Regions from separate parts of the Callithrix jacchus genome. Here region 1 is linked to region 2. Evidence: chromatin contacts called from public Hi-C data. All regions are on one chromosome and are shown on one strand. The core of a region is the stretch at or near the end of the contact, and the rest is flanking DNA. Distances in the headings are between cores, read along the strand shown.

Region 1 (6,744 bases), core at 4,135-6,634, 240 kb before region 2:
CACTCCCCATTCTCCTCTGCTTGACTTTTTCCCACAGCTGTCATCACCATTTGACTCCTATACATTTTTCATATTCATTTTGTTGCGACCTTACTCTTCCTGCCAGGCCATCAGCTCCTGGAGCACAGTAATTTTCTGTTTTATAAACCACTGCATGTCCCCCAGCCCTGTTTCTACAAAGCACCTGGCACACAGCAGAGGCTCAAAAAATACTAGGGCATAAATATGTGATAATGTCTCCAGCACTGCTCAGGACCAGTGCTCCACAGACACTTCCTCACTTCTGTGTGGGGAAACTGAGGCAGAGTGAAGCAAGGCAGGGTGGCGTGCACCTGGGGACCCAGCTACTCAGGAGTCTGAGGTGGGAGGATGGTTTGAGCTCAGAAAGTGGAGGCTGCAGTGAGCTGAGATCATGCCACTGCATTCCAGCCTGGGCAACAAGGCCAGACTCTGCCTCAAAAATAAAAAAAATAAAAAAAGAAGGGAATTCGCATTTACAGAACTGTCTGTGCCAAGCATTGCGTGGGTGTTTAATACACCTCATTTTTGCCCTCATTACCACCTGTTTTATAGAAGATGAAACAGGTTCAGAGCAGAGGAAGTGACCTTGGACAAATCACTTGATGTCCATAAGCCTGAGTTTTCTCACTGTTTAAAGAAAGGAATAAAATGGTGTGCTTGTAAGACAGAGAACCAGGTAGCACAGTGAGGGTGCTCTCCAAAGAGGCGCAGGAAATACCCACGTTCCTTGCTCCTGCCTGTTCCGGGCAGGACTGTGCTCCCTGGTGTGCAGGGGCAGGTGTCCAAGGTCTGGGCTGCTTCCTTTCTAGCTGGGGCTTCAGGATTGCAGGGTGGCTCTGCCCCAAGAAACAGGCAGAGGGCACTGTGTGTGTTGGCGGGGGGTGCACAGGATCACCCTCATTCTACCTGTTGCAACCCTAGAGTCCCAGGCCTTGCTGGGTGGGTGACTGCAGTAACTGCTTGGATCTGTACAAATCCACGATTTCACCCCTTTAGGGGCTCTTCATTCAGGGAGAGCACATTCTTCCACCCTCAGTTCTACCCTGTGTCTGGTGCAGCTAAGGTCACTGCCCACAGCTATACCTGGAATGCTACCTTAACAGACTCCTTTGACTTTGGGGGTTTTTTGATCTTAAAGAGATGTTCCTTCTTTTGGGATATGAGTCATTGGGGAAGGCATCAACAGAGCACCGCCTAAAAGCAGATGAGCAAACGCCTTTGTTCTTTATAGCTTAGAGCCCTGGGTTCAGGCTCACACCTCTGATGACAGCAAACCCCTGCATCAGCCTTTGGCATCAGCACAGCCAGTGTCTAGGTTATTAGGGAACAGTTTGGCTCTATTAGTAACAAGAAATGTTTCAGACATTGGCTAACATTTTCACTATTGCTAATATATCAGTTCTAGCTAAAGCCTTAAAATGATAAGTGATTACTAATACATCAGCTATACCTACAACCTTAAAATGATAAGCTATTACTAATATGTCAGTATACCTACAACATTAAAATTACAAGCTATTACTAATATTATCAGTATACCTAAAAACTTAAAATTACAAGTTATTGCTAATATATCAGTTATACCTAAAACCTTAAAATTACAAGCTAACATTTTATATTTGTTAATCACTAACATCTCAGTCACTGTGTGACATATTAATCAGTAGCAAACACTCCAGTTATGGATAATACTTTGGTTAATAGCTAACATCCTGGCCATGAGTGGATGATTTAATTATCAGCTAACACTTTCATGAACAACATTGGAGGTGCCGGTTGAAATGTCTGTTATAAGACAACTCAGTTAATCTGATTTAGAGCTAAAATCTAAGCCAGTGCTTCTCAATCCACAAAGTGCCTTTGGATTATCTGGGGATAATGTTACAACGCAGCCTTTGGGTTTGCAGGTCTGGGGCAAGCCCACCAAGCTCCCTGCAATGCTGATGGCACTGGCTGCAGCCCCCTCTGCAAAGGGAGGATAAGAGCTAACGACTCTTACCACAGTTGCTGGCTAACCTCCTGTTACCAGCTAACCTATTTATTAGAAGGCCAACGTTAGTTATCTGCTACCATCTGCATTGACTTCCAATAGCTTGAGATGAGAAAGCTGGTGGGTGGGACTAGCTCACGCAGGCTCCGGAGAGCCTGATCCTTTAGTGTTCAGGAATTCTGCGAGCTGGTCATTAAACCATCAACAGCGTGAAAGCAGACACGGTGGGAGCATTGACACCCAGCCATACCAACGCTACAAACCTGGCATTTACTTTTTCCCAGAGGGCGGGCTTACTAGCACACCACCACTGGCCACCTCCCTCCTGGGGCATGGCTTATTCTGGGCTGGAAGAAGGGGAGAGGGCCAGCGTGAAGCAGCTCTCCAGGAGGTAGGGGAGGGACAGAAGTCCAACTTACCTTCCCAGTGGATCTGACGCCCTTCCAGATGCAGAAGAAACAGACTAGCCAGACGAGAAGAAGGCAGAGCGCGAGGTCCCATTTCAGAGAGCCTGGGTGGTCGATTCCAGGGGACAAGCTCAGCACGTTACGCCTTGAAGCAAACACAGAGCCAGGAGTCAGCGAGGGGCCTGGCCCTGGGCAGGGAGAGCCAAGGCTAGGACCTTAACAGGCTGGGGGTCAAATCCCACCAGAGGTGCTGCATTTACACAAGTCACCTCACCTTTCCAAACCCAGGAATCCCCTTTGTCTTGAGAGAGTTGTTGGAAAGGCAAGAAAAGGATGGTCTCAGACTCTGGACTCAGGCAAATCCAGGTTTAAGTTAAGGAACCCCTGAGCCTGAGTCTCCTCATCTGTGAAATGGGCACTGATTTTCCACTGGGACTTCAGCAGAACCTTCTTCAGTGCCAACCGTGGGCCAAACACTAGATTCAATTCTCAGCTCTACTGTTTGTTTAGCCAATGACTGTGGGGCAAGTTAGCCAACTTTCCCAGACCTGCTCCTCATCTGCAAAATAGGGGTAACTGCCTTCTCCCAACATTGTCCCTTTTATTTTATTCATCCCTGTGTGACCTGGATCTCTCACTAAAATGTAAGCCACACAAGGTCCTAACTTCAGAGTCTGGGATGCAGCTAGCACTTGATGACTTATGTAGATGTGACTGTGGTATTCAGATGCCCAGGGAAGCTTCAGGCACACAGCTGGCACCTGACCAGTGCTGGTTTCCTCCCCTGCCCTGCCAGGGTATTGAGGGTCTGAGAATGAAGCAGGTAAACAGTTTTAAAAATAATTGGCATGGGACAGCCACCAACCTTGCCCAGGATGACACAGCAGAGCATGGGTCCTCGGAGTCCAGACCTAAGCTTCCCACTGACCTGTGCTGATTCCTGCTGTCTGCTAAACAGGCACACAAGCACCTACTCACAGACATTCTTTTTTTTTTTTTTGAGACGGAGTTTCGCTCTTGTTACCCAGGCTGGAGTGCAATGGCACGATCTCGGCTCACCGCAACCTCCACCTCCTGGGTTCAGGCAATTCTCCTGCCTCAGCCTCCCGAGTAGCTGGGATTACAGGCATGTGCCACCATGCCCAGCTAATTTTTTGTATTTTTAGTAGAGACGGGGTTTCACCATGTTGACCAGGATGGTCTCGATCTCTTGACCTTGTGATCCACCCGCCTCGGCCTCCCAAAGTGCTGGGATTACAGGCTTTAGCCACCGCACCCGGCCCCGACATTCTTGCAGATGATAGCAACTGAAAGCAGGCCAGGGCAGTGCAGGGTACTGACAGCCCAGGCCATGAAACTTGATGCCCAGAAGTGGCACCCATGGTCCCAGAGCTCTGACTGCTGCAACAGTGATCAAGGACAGCTATGCTGAGCACAGGGACAGCAGCCCTGCCCACGGGGCCTCCCAGGTTACCTGTCCACCACAGACTGCTGCACAAGAGACAAGGTCCCTATGCTCCAGGGTGTTCACGAACCCCTGGAGAAAGCTAAGTTTCCTTCTAATGGGAGTCAGCTCCCTGCCTGAAGGTCACACTCCCATGCAGGAAAGGCAGGGAGTGAAGTATGGCTCTGTGCCTCAGTTTCCCCTTTGTAAAATGGGAGTAACAGCTCCTGACCAGGATGCTGTTGGGAAAGCATTCCAGAACATCCCAAGCTCTCAGCCAATCTGTGGGATCACTCCCACAGTCAGGGCTCTGGTTCTTGGAACACACACTGGACTAGACCCTTTATCATGTTTTTTTTTCCCTAAAGAAGCTTCAACATAAGCACTTTGAATAAATCCAAGATTTCCTTCTCAACTGGCATTCAAGCAAGGCCTTTCTTTAGTTTACTGCTGTGTTCCCAGCGCCTAGAACAGCATCTGGCCCATTGGAGGGGCTCAATAAAGACCTGTTGAGTGAATAAGTGAATGAAAGGACTCAACGGGGAGGATGGCAAGTTCACGTGTCACTGTACACCAATCTGCAAAATACTCCCACCTACAGCCATAAGACGGGGCAGCTTTTCTTTGCCCCTTTCTTGCTGGTCACAGTGACATCCATGGGCTCCCCCTGGTACCAGTGATGACATCATGATAATGCTGACGAGCAGATAAAAGCCACCAGCAACTGTCTGCTTTCCAAGACCTTTTCAGTTTATCTCATCTGATCCAAGGAGTAGAGGCCATTCACCTACTTCACAGACGGGGAAAACTGAGGCTTGGAGGGTCCACTTGCCCATGGTCACAGCGCCAGCAGGTGACACAGAGCTGCCACCCCAAGCCCATGCCTGTCTGACTCCATTACACTGTTGGTCTGATTTTAAAAGAAAACAGAGCTTAAATTTTAAAAAGAATCTCAGTCCTCCACTACATGCTGGGATCACCTGGCACCTTGGGGCCGGGGGCATCTCTACAGGGCAGGCTGGCAGCCAACTGCATCCCAGCTGGGGCCCTGCCAAGCATGTGGATCTGGCGGCTGCCACGGCTTTAAAACAAAAAGCCTTTCCTCATTCAGCCTGCAGGGCTCAGCACCTTCAATGAAAGCCACGGCAGGCTGGGCAGTGGCCCAAGACTTCCTTGTGAATCGGCAGCACCAGGAGAGGAGGCAGAGCACCTTTCCACTCTCTCCCAGGCCCAGCAGATGCCTATCTTCACTGTAGAGCCTGTCTGTCTTCCACTGTCCTGTCCCAAGCTGGGGAAATGTCTGTCTTGCCCACCAGACCCTGAACATGGCAAGGACAAGGGGTTTATATGCAGATGAGACGCCCAGTCACAAGACAGCCTTTCCTTTGATTCTTCAGGGCAAGCTGGCTGAGCAGCTTAATGCCCAGAGCCCTGATCTGACCATACCTAGCCGGTAGCCAGCTCATCCGACAGTATCTGCTCTTCTCCCACCCATGCGGGGCAAACAAGTGGTGCCCAGTACTGATGGGAGGCTGCCACCCTGGCTTGCTTGGGGCAGCTGGCCAGCTATGGAGTCCACAACAAAGAAAATGAGTCCTCTGCTTGCTTCTCCATTGCTGGTGGTAATCTCCTGGTGCCATCCAGGGACGTTGGCTTTGACCAGGCAATTCCATTCCTAAGATGATCTCCTATAATTACACCTGTGTGGGTGGCCAGAGACATAGTGTCTACCCCAAGCAGTGCTGTCTGTAGAGTGAAAGATTGGAAACCACTCAAATGTCCATCAAGAGGGGCAGGCACACGCTGGAATACAATGCAGCTTGTGAAACAATGGGAAAGTTCTCAGTGTCCTACTAAGGAGCTATGTCCTGGAGTAAATGCAGGAAGAAAAGCAAGGTGAAGAACCGTGCATGTGACATGCTCCCTACTGTGTAAAGAGGGAGGGAGACAGAGTCGCATTTGTGCTTGAATACGCACACACTATTTTTGGCAGGACACACAAAAAGCTGGTGGCAGTGCTGCCTGTGCGGGAAAGGGAGATGCATGTTGCAATGTATTTTTTTCACTATTTCGATGTTTTTAATGTGCACATATCACCTTTACAAAAGTTATTTTAAATTCCTGAAAAGCTTTACAATGGGCCATGTGAATGTACGAGGACTGAAACTAATGTATCTCATCAATCAGGCTTTGTCACAACACAGCCTGACACAGGCTCAGGGCCAGAGCAACCAACATTCTTTCCAAAGACATCTCAGGCAGCCGTGAAGGCTGAATCTCAGGCAGGGCCCTCCACAGTCCCTTCTGTGTCTGACTTCTAGGGTCTTCCCAGCCACAAAGCAGCCAATCAGGACCCCAGCCAATCCCTACCCAGAGGTGAGGGCATGCTCAGTAAACTGTAGAGTGCCTTGCTGAGGGAACGCCATGGTGCACTGCCACTCACCTGTGCCTCCTAAGCACCCCAAGAGGAGGCTGCGCAGGCTCCCCATAGTGTTCACACAGCTCTCCCAGCACACTGTCTCCGCCCCTGTCCAGGCCCGATGCCCCCAGGATGATTTCCAGCAGCCTCCTCATTGGTCCTCCTCCCTCCACTCCTGCCACCCTCCCACCCACCGCCTCCACTCCCTGAAGAGTCAGAGGGAATCTGTCGATACCTAAGTCAGGCCGCCTCCCTCCTCTGCTCCACATCCTCCCCAGGCTCCCACTCCCTGGCCAACAAGGCCCTCCTGACCTTGCCATTCAGACTCAGACACTTTTAAGAGTGAGTGGGTGCCAATTAGTAATCACGCAGGTCAGCGGGTGTAAAGGGGAAGTGTCCTGGGCAGGCTGGGGGTGTGGGCACCCAAGCCCCACCCTCATCCCCCAGACTGCAGAGTCACTTC
Region 2 (7,424 bases), core at 4,275-6,774:
AAAAAAAGAAGTTGCCTCTTTCTTATGGGAAGTATAAGCTTAGAGGCCATTAAACCCTTCCTGTTGATTATAGTCTCAAGTACGTACGATGTGTCCTCAGACATGTAATGCCCTCCTTCCCTCTTCTCCTGGCTCGTGTATTGTAGCAGATATAAATCCTTTCTGTGCATCATTCCAATTTCACATTTTCTCACCCTACAGAGCACTTTGTCCCCTCCAAGAGGCCATGAAATAATAAAAACAGATAAATGATAACCGAGATAAATAAATGACAAAATAAAAATAATAAAAATGATAAATAATAAAAAAACAGAGATAAGCAATAAACGACCGAGAGGTCATGAAATAATAAAAACGCAATCAGAAATGGCTGAGATACAGTGTGTTCTGTTTTGCTGCCATGTTGGGGCCTTGGGTACAGGTGGGTGTGACAGCTCTGAGGGAGTCACCTGAGGAGCGGCCAACTCAGCTGCTTCTCTTGTCATCAGCAGTGGAAACAGCATGGGCTTCCCAGCTCTGCCATGTCGTGCTGCGTAGCTTTAGCAAGTGGGGCAAGCTTTCTGAGTCTTGGTTTTCCCAGCCAGCTCCTGCTCACCTGGCAGGCTCCATGGGGGTAGGGTTGTGCCTGTGGTGCTCAGCTCTGTTTTCTTAAGCGCCTAGCAGATAACAGGCATGTTTCTGCTACATGAGCGAACGGAATAACGGAATAAGGACACTCTTACCACTGTTGCTGGATTGTGGTGAGGATTAAATAAGAAATGGTAAATAAAAGCCTAGACTGCTTTAGATGTGCATGACACAGTAGCTCGCTCTTCCATTTTCAGATGCTTCCTTCAGTGTCAGCGCGGGAAAGGAATCTGGATGTTGCAATGCAGAGCCCCTTGCCCTGCAGATGAGCAAACAGAGCCTCGGATCTGTAGATCTGCTCATTTGTGCATTCGTTCATTTCACATAGAGGGGACTATCAAGACAGAAAGAGTCTCCATGCTTCTGAAGCTTACAATCTAGTGGGAGGAGACACAAAACGAGTAGACAAATATGTAAACAAGAATAGTGTCCCATACTAACAAAGGGCTATGGAGAGCAAGGACATAGGGAGTGTAATGGAGGGGGCTGGGAATTGGGGGTAGACTGGATGGGGGGACTAGGTGTGGTCACCCTGTGGAGGAGGCATAGGATGTAAAAGTGGACCTGAATGACCAGAGGGAGAGAGCCATACCAAACTCGGGGGCAAGAGTGTTCTAGAAAGCTGCCTTTCATTGTTTGCTATCATTGGTCTTTTTTGCAGGAAGGGGGTACATGACTTTTATTTTGACATAATTTCAGACTTACAGAAAAATTCCAAGCATAGTACAAGGAACTCTTAACTTCTCAATTCACTAATTGTTTACATTTTGCCTCATTCTCTGTCCTCTCTCTAAATATACACGCACACATACAAACACACACACACTTTTTGCAGAACTATCTGAGAATGCACAATTAGAACATACTGCCCTTTCACCCTACACTTCAGTGTGTACTTCCTAAGAATAAGAACATTCTCTCACTATCTTACTGTTGAGGGAGAAAAAAAAAGGAAAGAACATTCTCTTACATAACCACAGTCCATATCTAATCTACAGTGCATGGTTAAATGGTGTCAATTGCTCCAACAATAACCTTTTAAAATTACACATATTTTTCCAGGCCGAGGGTCACATATTCTGCTGAGCCTCATGCTTCTTTAGTTTTCTTTAGTCTGGAACAGTTCCTTAGCCATTCTTTGTCTTTCTTGACCCTGACATTCTTTAAAGAGTGCAGGCCAGTTATTCTGTGGGATGTCCCTTCACTTGGGTTTGCTGATATTTCCTGAGGATTAGGCTCAGGTGACACCTTTTAGGCAGGGACACCACAAAGGTTGTCCCCTCAGTACATCACAGCGGGAGGCACGTGATGCTGTTTCTCCTGCCTCAGCCTCCAGAGTAGCTAGGACCACAGGCGCCTGTCACCACACCTGGCTAATTTTTAGTAGAGATAGGGTTTCACTGTGTTAGCCAGGATGGTCTTGATCTCCAGACCTCATGATCCACCCACCTTGCAAAGTGCTGGGATTACAGGTGTGAGCTACCATGCCCGGCCCCGTTTTTGTTTTAAAATCGGATCTTTAAGGCCCCAGAAATAATTTAACTGGTGTAAGATGTGGCCTGGGCATTGAGAGTTGTTTTTTTTTTTTTTTTTGAGACAGAGTTTTGCTCTTGTTACCCAGGCTGGAGTTCAATGGCACTATCTCGGCCCACTACAACCTCCACCTCCCAGGTTCAAGTGATTCTCCTGCCTCAGCCTCTTGCGTAGCTGGGATTACTGGCATGCACCACCATGCCCGGCTAACTTTGTATTTTTAGTAGAGATGGGGTTTCTCCATGTTGGTCAGGCTGGTCTCCAACTGCTGACCTCGTGATCTGCTCGCCTCAGCCTCCCAAAGTGCTGGGATTACAGGTGTGAGCCACCTGTAATCGGCATTGAGAGTTTTATGACTACCATAAGTGGTTCTGTTGCTCAACCACTGCTCATGCTCAACATGATTTGAAAAGATTGTTCCAGGAAGAGGTAGGAGCAAGTGCGAAGGTCTTTAAAAAAGAAAGGAACTTGATATTTTCAAGGAATTGCAAGGACACCAGTGCGGCTGGGCAGAAGGAGATGAGGCCAGAGAGGTCAGGGCAGATTGGATCAGGAGGCGGTGAGATGGGTCAGGATTGTGGGTGTTACTCTGGTGAGACAGGCAGCCACCAGAGGGCTTTACACAGAGTGATGCTATCTGAAGGCGTTCATCCAGCAGTTTCAAGGCCAGCTCTTCTCCTGCCAGTCAAGCGCTTTCTACCCAAAGCAGTTTGGCTTGTGATGAGTAAAGAATGAATTAGCTTCCCAGCCTTCTCTAAGTGCTCCCCATACTTTAAATCTTGCCCATGGATTTTGTTCAGAGTTACAGTCCAAGGCTTTGAAACCCTTGAAGAGTAAGTTTAGGCACAGGAATAAAGCATTATATCATGGGAGAAGGACCTGTGGATGAGGAACATTGAGGAACGCTTTGCTTTAAGAAAACATAGCGTATATTGCACAACAATGTGAATGTACTTAACAGTACTGAACTGCACACTTATAAAATGGTTCAGATGGTATATTTTATGTGATGCATTTTTACTATAATCAAAAATAAAAATTAGGCTGGGCACAGTGGCTAACGCCTGTAATCTCAGCACTTTGGGAGGCAGAGGTGGGTGGATCAGGAGGTCAGGAGTTTGAGACCAGCCTGACCAACATGGTGAAACCCCATCTCTAATGAAAACACGAAAATGAACAAATTGGAGAATTCAGTACTTGGCAGGCTTGTCTTCATATGTATGATGAATATCAGCCTTCCCTGAAGCTTTAAAATTCTCTTGGTCTAAGTTACTTATCCTTGAAGGATCATTCCTGATTCTTGACATCTTTGAGAATTGTTCGACATATAAATGATGTGCATCATTTGATCTCTACTGAAAATACAAAAATTAGCTGGGCATGGTGGTGGGCACCTGTAATCCCAGCTACTTGGGAGGCTGGGATTAGCAGGAGAATTGCTTGAACCCAGAAGGTGGAGGTTGCAGTGAGCTAAGATTGTGCCATTGCACTCCTGCCTGGGCAATAAGAGTGAAACTCCATCTCAAAAAAAAATTAAAATTATAAAGATGGAATTAGACATCTGAGGCTTAAGAAAAAAATATTAAAATTAAAAATTAAAAAATATATAGTCACAAATACTTTTACAAATACCTACTGTACTTTACTAAAGCAAAAGTGACAGAAAAAAATATGCTGATGGTATAGAGAAGCTAACATGTAAGTTGATCAAATGATGCACACCATTTATATGTTGAACAATTCTTAAAGATGTCAAGAATCAGGAATGATCCTTCAAGGATAAGTAACTTAGACCAAGAGAATTTTAAAGCTTCAGGGAAGGCTGATATTCATCATATATATGAAGACAAGCCCGCCAAGTACTGAATTCTCCAATTTGTCAATTTTTCCTTGTTCTTCAGGAAAGTCAGCATGAGTATTTCATTACCATATGGAAAACTATGTTGTGCCATTAAGAATAATAAATAATTTAAGCCAAGCCTTAAAAAAAGAAACAATGTATAAAATTATGAGCTTGGGAAATGGAAAAAGTTGGGGACAACCATTCCCTTTAACAAAATAATTCTTTCTGTAAGGCCCTGCATCTGGGCCACCTATGAAATAATGTCGTTCTTGAACACAAAAAGCACTCGACACGCAGTGCTGCAGAAACATGACAAGCCTAGAGAGAGGTCGGCTAGAGGCCTTCTGCAATGTCAGGTCCAATAGTGTGATAATAGCTTGGAGATTTTGCTTATCTGCTCTATCTCCCAAAGGGCATTGCACAATATCAGTGTGCTTGGATTGGACAGGATTCCAGCGACATGGTTCATGTTCTATTTTGATTCTGGCAGTTGGTAACCTTTCTTCTAGGAAAGGGGAAATAAAACCCCCCATTGGTGATATTCTGTTGTTCTGAGCACATGAGGGTGGTGAGGCTGCCAGGGGCTGACTAACCAGTGGAAGGTGTGGTCCCTGGGTCATTTTTAGCCACACTCCCAGGCCCTGATATCTGGCAGGGGGTCTGCAACCAGCTCTGTCAACCTGCCATGAGGATGACCTGCCCTTTTCCTTGGTAATTCAAGCCCTAGGTTTTTCCTGGGCAGAAACTGACAGTGATGTCATTATCTCGTGATGTTGTCGGGGTGACCTTGTTCATGGAGCTGGTTTCATCTATTTCTCTTCTACCTTGAAGTTGAACTGAGAAAAATATTACTGAGAACCACAGAGGGGGAGGGCAGAGGACTCTACAAAGGGGAAGCTCCCCTGTTCCCTCATCTGATTCCCAAACCCTTATCGTGACCAGCTGTTAGCCAACCCAATTTCTAGCAGAACTCAGCCTGGAAAAGTCATACAGGAAAAACAATGCAAGGAGAGATCGATGAGAATTAAAAAAATATATATTGTAGTAGACTCAGCAAGGCAGAAACTATGAATTCATGAAGAACAGCTTGGATCCTTGTTCTAAAGACAATTAAATATTTACGGGTGGTCTTTTCAGAAAGGCATTCGGGAGGAGACAAGAAGCATCTTATTTAGAGCTGCTGGCAAAATTAAGGGAATTAAAGATGTCCTGAGCTCCGACTCCATGGCAGGATCTGAGCTCCATCCCTGATGGACATCTTTTCATCCTCAGCCCTTCTTCCTGAGGTGGGCACTGTCACTATCCCTATTTACAGAGGAGGAAACTAAGGGTCAGAGAGGCGGAGTCTGTTATTCAGCTGGGAAGCAGCAGTGCTGGGGTTCACATACAAGGCTTTTATACTCCAAATCTGTACCCTTTTCCTAGCACACGTCAATGTTGGCTTTCAGACACTGCTACCAAGAGTTTTTCAACTCTAAACCTAAGCTCTTTTAATCAACAGCAGAGTGATCTAGCCCTTTTCCTGAAACACACATTGTTCATACTCAAAGGACGCTGTATAGATGCGGATGCCAAGGCTATGAGCAGGAAAAGGGATCTGCTCGACAGGATGGCAGAATCTGGCCTCGGACCCCAAAGAAAGCTCTGCCCACGCATCATTCAGCCACGTGCACAGAGCCAGAGCAGCAAAACCCACCTCTCCTGGAGTGCAGCTTTATTGGTGATCTCAGTTCAGCAGGATGTGGGCACCATGAGAAGAGTATTTTCCCTTACAACTTTCTCCCTGGGGGCTATACATGGCTATTGTAGGGTTGGAGTTCCACAGATCGTAGATTTAGAGCTTGTGGGCCAGTATTAGCTCGTTTTGATCGTAAAGCAAAGACTGACGTGGAAAAGCAAAAGAGTACAGCACCACCTGGTGCTGACAAGTAAGACATGCAGATTTAGGAGGAAAAACCACTCCCTGCGTTTCCCCTTCGTGTGAGGAATGGAAGCCCAGGAAGGGCGAGGAGCTTCCCCAAAGTCACAGAGCACATGGTGATCGAGCTGAGTCTGGTGGATGTGATTTCCAACTCTATGCTCCTCCCACGAGGCCTGGCCAAGGGGAGGAAAGCACAGCCTTCCCCCTTCTGAATACCAGCTTGCGCAGGGTCCTCACAGCAGTTGAGAACTCAGAAGGAAGGCCCTTTCCTCCGAAAAGGGAAAGGATGGTAAAATGCTGGCCTGTGATGGGAAGAAAGGGATCGTGTAGCTGCAGGAGCAGCACACTGCACTGCTCCAGAGGCTATAGTGTGAGCGGCACCGTTGGAGCTGGGGCACACAGTGGCCCTTCTTTAGGCTTCAGAACTAGAAAGCCTGGACTGACGGTGGCTCAGGCAAGTCTATTTCACTGTGTTGGGCTCTTCAACCCCTTCTGTAAAACGAAGGTGCTGAATGACCCCTGGACCTCCAACGTCTCAAATTTCCATGCCAACTGGCTTCCTTGCTGACCCTCCACCAGGAAAAATGTCATCTCAGAGCCTCTGCATCGCTTCCAGTTCCTGGATGAATGCTCTTTTGCCAAATCCCCTCCCGGCCTATTCCTGACTGCTGTTCAGATGTCAGCTCAAATGTTCCCTGCTGAGATAGACCTAGTCTGAGCCCCATCCCCCTTCACCTTTTACACCATGTCACTTCCCATTTCCTCACCCCCTTCAGGTCCTTCCCAGCTCTTAGCATTGTGCATGTAGTTGGTCTTGCTCAGGCCTCTGTGGACAGATCCTGGCACATAACAGACATCTGAAAATAACTTTCAATTGAATGAATCAAATTATTTCCAATTCATGATTCTGGAAATTATCTGGGGAGGAAAAGAGCAGGGACAGTTGGAATAAGCTGAAGGAGGGGCCTCCCAGTGCCCCTTTCACCTCTGTGCCTCTGACCCTGGTGTCCATGATGTGGCAGTAACATCCCAGCACCACCCTAGTCTGTTCCCGGGGCTATTTTCCAGTCCTTACAGCTGAACTTAGGACATAAGCTATTTGCCTAGCTGGTATGTGGCACAGCAGGGAGGTGCAGCCAGGTTTCTCTGACCCCGCTGCACTGCTAGACCCTGCATGGTCAGTTTTCCACCTCACTAAGGGCCACTCCGGGGCTCCTGTCAATGTTCAGAGCCTAGATCCCCACAGTACTGCAGGTGGGTGGGGTGAGCACCAAGAAAACATTCCTCTGGAGTAATCAATATCAGAAACGGCAATGGGGCATGCTGCCTCCACACCCAGGACATTTCTAGAAGCAGCCAAGAAAATAAGAATCTACATGCTCTGGTTTATTAAAATTGGGCAATGAATCTAGAAGGAATTTAAAGCATTTGGCCTTATCTTCCTCATTTCTTGGTATTAGTTTTCCATGTAAATTAATAACTAGTTAGGTATCTAGAGTT

What was found. Hi-C and Micro-C count contacts between places; a contact is called where the count stands out from the background.
Region 1: a contact with region 2 is called in a Hi-C map of skeletal muscle, with 3 times the contacts expected there. The contact joins two enhancer-like sites. A contact is called at or near these places in 2 of 3 Hi-C or Micro-C datasets (both in skeletal muscle).

Annotation. Positions count from the first base shown.
Region 1 is chr15:71,419,166-71,425,909 of calJac240_pri, reverse strand. SLC6A6 (solute carrier family 6 member 6) reads right to left here. Exons shown (of 16, transcript XM_078351719.1): 7 at 2,431-2,563. Among named protein-coding and RNA genes, the nearest start is that of SLC6A6, 58 kb to the right of the region's middle. Within about 2 kb of position 5,384, at least 5 of the 16 cell types and tissues checked have an H3K27ac peak or open chromatin away from gene starts, as enhancers often do. A contact at or near this core is called in skeletal muscle, where this site is marked.
Region 2 is chr15:71,176,276-71,183,699 of calJac240_pri, reverse strand. No RefSeq gene overlaps it. Among named protein-coding and RNA genes, the nearest start is that of LSM3, 21 kb to the right of the region's middle. Within about 2 kb of position 5,524, at least 6 of the 16 cell types and tissues checked have an H3K27ac peak or open chromatin away from gene starts, as enhancers often do. A contact at or near this core is called in skeletal muscle, where this site is marked.